Linked DNA regions of Sus scrofa: region 2 is linked to region 1. The links are chromatin contacts, called in public HiChIP or PLAC-seq maps. All regions are on one chromosome and are shown on one strand. Each heading gives the region's core, a stretch centred on a gene start, on an enhancer-like site or on the middle of the called end of the contact. The rest is flanking DNA. Distances are from core to core; before and after follow the strand shown.

Evidence for each region. HiChIP or PLAC-seq counts read pairs in DNA pulled down with a chosen protein or histone mark.
Region 2: an H3K27ac HiChIP or PLAC-seq map of alveolar macrophages shows a contact between it and region 1. The contact joins two enhancer-like sites. A contact is called at or near these places in 1 of 5 promoter capture datasets (liver), 35 of 47 Hi-C or Micro-C datasets (adipocytes, adipose tissue, alveolar macrophages and 18 more) and 2 of 2 datasets of contacts at active chromatin or transcription factors (alveolar macrophages and skeletal muscle).

What each region holds. Positions count from the first base shown.
Region 1 is chr13:70,116,186-70,118,765 of Sscrofa11.1, forward strand. The region is part of intron 4 of SLC6A6 (solute carrier family 6 member 6); the gene reads right to left. Among named protein-coding and RNA genes, the nearest start is that of SLC6A6, 16 kb to the right of the region's middle. Within about 2 kb of position 1,271, at least 7 of the 83 cell types and tissues checked have an H3K27ac peak or open chromatin away from gene starts, as enhancers often do. A contact at or near this core is called in alveolar macrophages, where this site is marked.
Region 2 is chr13:70,276,982-70,279,561 of Sscrofa11.1, forward strand. No RefSeq gene overlaps it. Among named protein-coding and RNA genes, the nearest start is that of LSM3, 70 kb to the right of the region's middle. Within about 2 kb of position 1,285, at least 9 of the 83 cell types and tissues checked have an H3K27ac peak or open chromatin away from gene starts, as enhancers often do. A contact at or near this core is called in alveolar macrophages, where this site is marked.

The sequences.
Region 1 (2,580 bases), core at 21-2,520:
AGTGGTAGAGTGGGGACATCCCCAGAGCCTCCTCTAGTAGCAAGAGCACAGCAGTAAAAAGCCCTTCAACGTCTGGCAGTTTGTTCAATCCTCCCAAAGACCACAGGGAAGCCGGCCCCCCAGAGGCCTCCAGGGCTTGGGCTGGAATTCAGGCTCAGCAACAGGCTTGCAGTGAGACCTTGGGCAAGTTACTGCCCTTTCTGGGCTTCATTTCCCCACCTGGGAGGGCTTGGGCCAGATGGGCTCTAAGGTTCCCCCTAGTCTTGCCACTCGGGCGAGAGGGGTGGAATCGCTGAGGGGCAACTGGGACCACCCAGACGGGGGTTTGTAGCCACCTCTGCACTCTCCCAGCGGGATGGCATGGCCTCAGCCCCCTGCTCACACTAGCAGCGGCCCTCTTCCCGCCTCTCCCCTGGGCCTCAGTTTCCCCAGCCGCCCTTCCTGTCTTCTCCGGGGCAGATGTGGAGGGTGAGGGTGGGTCAGGAAGCCATAGATGGGGAGAAAGAAGAAAGAGGACCAGTCTGCAGGCCGTTCCTCCCTTCCTGCGGACAGGCCCCGCCTGGGAAGACAATGGCTGCTGACAGCAGGCTGAGCAAGGGCGGCCACTTCAAAGCTGGCGGGCCCCCACGCTGGGTGATCGGCTGTGGCCAGAGAGCTTTGTGTCAGGGACAGGACACCTCCGGGGTGGGGGTGGCTTCCCTAGTTTCCACGTATTTAATTTGTTTCACAAGCACTTATGCAGCCAGGCGCTATGCTAACAGCTTTATGCATGTTAACTCATCCTCTTGGCTCAAGGTAGGACTGTTACCAGCTGCCTGTCTAGATGAGGAAACTAAGGCCCAGCAAGGTGACATCAGCTGCCTGGGGTCCTAGGGGCAGTAGGTGGCAGAGGTGGGATTTGGTCCAGGCTGGCTGGCTTCAGGCGTGTGTGTGAGTGTGAGTGTGAGTGTGTGTGTGTGTGTGTGTGTGTGTGTAGACATCTGTTCTTCCCCAAACACACAACAGGACAGCCCACCGGGTCACACCACTCAGCTGCTTCTTTGGAAAGACACCCTTGTTTTGCACAATTTTCCACTGAGGATAAGTCCCTGAGAGCCATTCTCTCAGCTTCTCTATGACTCCCCCGGGATCCTCGCGGGAAAGCGGCTGGTGCCAGCCGCCGCCAGTGGGCCTCTGGCAGGGGCCCAGCAGGCTTTGCCACAGGACATGGTATTTTTCCACTCTTGCTGGCAAACCTCTGTGGTTCCTCTGAGCCCTCGACCCAAAAGCCCTGTGGCTCAATTGCCCTGGAAACTTGCAAAGACACGGCTTCCTCATTCCCTAGGGTTGGTGGGGAGAGGGTGGCCGGCCAGGCAGGAGAAAGATGGGGCTGGTCTCCTGAGCTTCCTCTGTGGGGAAGGCCTGGGCAGCACAGGTCCCACATCCCAGAGACTCAGGGCCGTGGGTCTGTGCCCTGTACTTGGGTGGGTCCCCAGAGTCCTCGCAGCACCCTGTGTGTGTGGGTGGGGCATCGCTGACTCATTTCATACAAGGTGAAATCATGGCGCAGAGGTGGGAAGGGACTGGCACCTTGTCATGAGAGCTGTGGGGTAGAGCTGAGATCCCAAACCAGGTCTGGCCCTGCCGGCTGCCCCTGCTGGTTTCTAAGTATGGCACCGAGGTGCTGCCCTGGAAGCTGGTGATAGAGAGGCCAGGTGGGATCCCATCCCCCTGGCATCCATAGGGCTACACTGCCCATGTAAAGGACTGGGCCTCACACCCAGCAGAGCAGGGACAGGCAGCATCAGCCCCGCACAGGCTGACGGCGGAGAGCAGGAGATGGGGAGGAGGTGGAAGGAGGATGCAGGGCACTGAGGTTGAGAGCTGGGCTGCCCGGGATCAAATCTCAGCTTGGCCACTAACAAGCTGTGTGACCTTGGGCAAGTTAATTAACCTCTCTGAACCTCCATTTCCCCATCTGTAAAATGGTAGTAGTAGCCATACATACCTCAGACATGAGGAGATTAAATGAATTAATAATGAGAACAGTGTCTGACACACATGTGCCACAGTGTTTGCTGCCTTTATCATGATTTGTTGAATGAATTAAGCCACAGCATATTCTGGGCCGAGTTTTAGACCCTCAGAAGGCTATTACAAAAGAAGGAACTGAGACCCAGAGAGGCAAAGTGACCTGAACTGGGAATCTGAGCCCCCCAGGTCTGGGTGCTCCCTCCTTTCACCCCTTACAGGACCAAGGTCAGCCACTAGAGCAAGGCTGTGGCCAGGATGAGGCCCATCCTGCTGACCGTGGGCCCAGCCCCCCACAGCAGCCATGAACCTGGTCTTTGGCCAGGGCTGGAAGTCAGGGTGGGTGGGGGGCGGGCAGGCTGTGGCTTGAGGAAGTCCCCCCAGCCTCAGTGTGTTTGTCTTGGCTTCTCCAGGCTGGCCCTGGCTCTGCTATTGTTCTGGGAACCACACCCACCCCTGGGGGCCTGGGGCCTGTCTCTGGGGGCAGGCAGAGGGATCTCTAGGCAGTCACGTCTTCACCCCGCCAAAGGTGCAGCCTGGCACCCTCTCCTTTTCACTTTGACTATGTTC
Region 2 (2,580 bases), core at 35-2,534, 160 kb after region 1:
GCGGGAATGAAGAGCAGAAACTGGGGCTCTAAGTAGGTAGTGATTTGAAAGACACCCAGAAAGCCAGCCCTTCCAGATACTGTCCTCACTGGCTGGCCATACACCCTGGAGATTGCAACATGCTGTAGGAAACACGTGTTACTTGTGAGGGAGAACATCTGTTTACACAAATCACTCATTTGCCTGTTAATATGAGGGGGCATGGGTTAATTAACCCTTCAACTTAGCTAGCACATAGGAGGCGCTCCCAGGAAGGAGACAGGAAGAGTAGTGCTGGTAAAGAGAACAGCAAGAGCTGGTGTGAGGAGGCCTGGTTGGGGTCCCACTGTTGGAAGCCCTGAGCATCATGGGGCCCCAGGGGGTCTCAGGACACCAGGGAAGGAGAGACAGAAGGAAGGAGTAGGAAGAGCCTCCAGGTCCCCCACCCAGCAGGGTTCCTGCAAGTTACCTTTTCAGACTGAAATTTCCTCCTCTGCTGGAGAAAAGACCTGAGGCAGAGCCCTCCACGTGAGGGTCCTGGGAGTCCAGGACCCCCTAAGTCTAATCTTCCAAGATTTTCATGGAGTCCAAGAATTGTGAGAATATATTATTAAATATTGTCTTCCCATGGTATTTTTGAAAATTAATCAAAGATATTGTAGCTCAAAGGCTCTGTTTCTAGGCTCCAAGAGTTTAAAATTTGATGTTCTCCAGGGTCCAAGCTTTTAAATTCAGTCCTTATGAGACTGCATGAATCCATCATATTTTCTCACCTAGACCCATAGCTGTAACCTCATAACCGCAGTGAAGTCAATGATTTGTTTGTGTGCTATCTGTACTATGATTTTTCTTTAAACTTAAAATTTAAATTAAAATTTAAAACCTTTATTTTAACCTAACCTTATTCTAAATAACAATAGTATCTGTGAAACCATGGATCGGATGGAAAAAAAAAACCCTGCTATTTTTCTAAAAACATCCCAAAGAAGCTTTGGTAATGTAGGTCCCGGCGCTCCCAGAAGCCATCTCAGTCACCATGAGCAATTTGGATACCACATTTCAGAAGCTACTGTCTAAAGTGCCAGCCCCTTATTCCTCAGGGAAGGAAGCATAGAAACATCTGCTTGCAAGTGGGAAGCAGGTCGCCTGTAGGGCAGTGTTTGGGCACTGAGAATATGAGGTCCACCCACCCATGGGTCTCAGAGGAAGGCTGTGCAGTCCTGCTCTGGGTGGAGGTCACAGTTGGGAGGCTGAATGCCCTCCTGCTCAGCTCTCAGGTTTGAGACCAGTGGGCTGGAACCACTGGGGGACACTGTGTAACATCACCATCTAGTGGCCAAAATGCAAAAGCTCCGAGGAAAGAAGCAGAGATGGGATAGCTCCTGGATTTGAAAAAGGTGTAGACCAACCAAGACAGATGACTGAGAGACAAAGCAATCTGCAGCTGATCAGTACAGAAACAGCTTAAGTGTCCATCCAATGGAGCACTGGTTAAAAAATCATAGTATATTACACGGAATAGTATGCAGGCATTGCCAAGGAGGTTATTGAGATATGTTGCTAATGTTGAAAGATGCTCCACTGAGTGGGGAAAAAGAGCATGAATCAAAGCAACTCCATACAACCTGTGTAAGTGAGAATATAAATCCACTTTGGGTCCATCTAGGAGAGAATGTCTGATACTCCCCATCTTCCCTGTGGCAATAAATGGACCTCATTCACACAGCTGCTCAAGCCAGAAACCCAGCATCTCTTAGCCCCTTTCCCCCACCCTTACACCCACTCCAGTTTCCCTGCTTCTCTCCCTCTCCGTGGCTACCACCTTGGGCAGACCCAGCATCACCACTGCTTCTCCACCCCACAGCCAAGAGAGATGTCCTGAATGACAGCCAGACCATCCTGCCTGCCCCCTAACCTGATTAAAATCTTCCAGCAGCTTCCCGACTCACATAGGATACAAGCCAACTCCATTGGCCTGGCCTTCAGGCCTCTGCCAACCTCTTCCCACAGCCATGACCCTCTTTCACTCTGTTCCTGCTCCCTGAGCTGCTGTCACTTGTCACTCAGAACCCCTGAGTCTTCGCATGTGCTGGCTCCCTACCCTGAGACACTCTTGGCTCTGCTGCTCTCCAAATTTCCACTCGGAGTTCAGGCCTGGGAACAGAGTCACCTTCCTAGAAGTAATGGGATTTCGTCTTTGTATTTTCTGATTTGTTTGGTAACAAGTATTATTTTGATATCATCAGAAGAAAGTCAAATTATATTCATTTTAAAATAAAGTCAAATTTATTGACTACTGGCAGACGATGAGTTAAAGAAGGGGAAGGTCTGTGTGGGCTGGAAGCCTGGGGAAGGTTTCCAGGGAGGTGAGGATTGGAGGAATGGAAACATTAAGCATGGGAAAGAGAACAATATTCCAGAAAGGAAAACTGTGAACCAAGGCATGGAGCAGGGCAGGGGCAACTGGAGGAGATTTTATCTGCCTGGCATGTTTAATTCTGGTGGCAAACCCTCTTCTGCTCTCAGGATCCACCCTTCCCACATTCTCAGACCATGTGTTCCAGCGAGGCTGATTCTCGGTATGCGCATGTGAACTGGCCT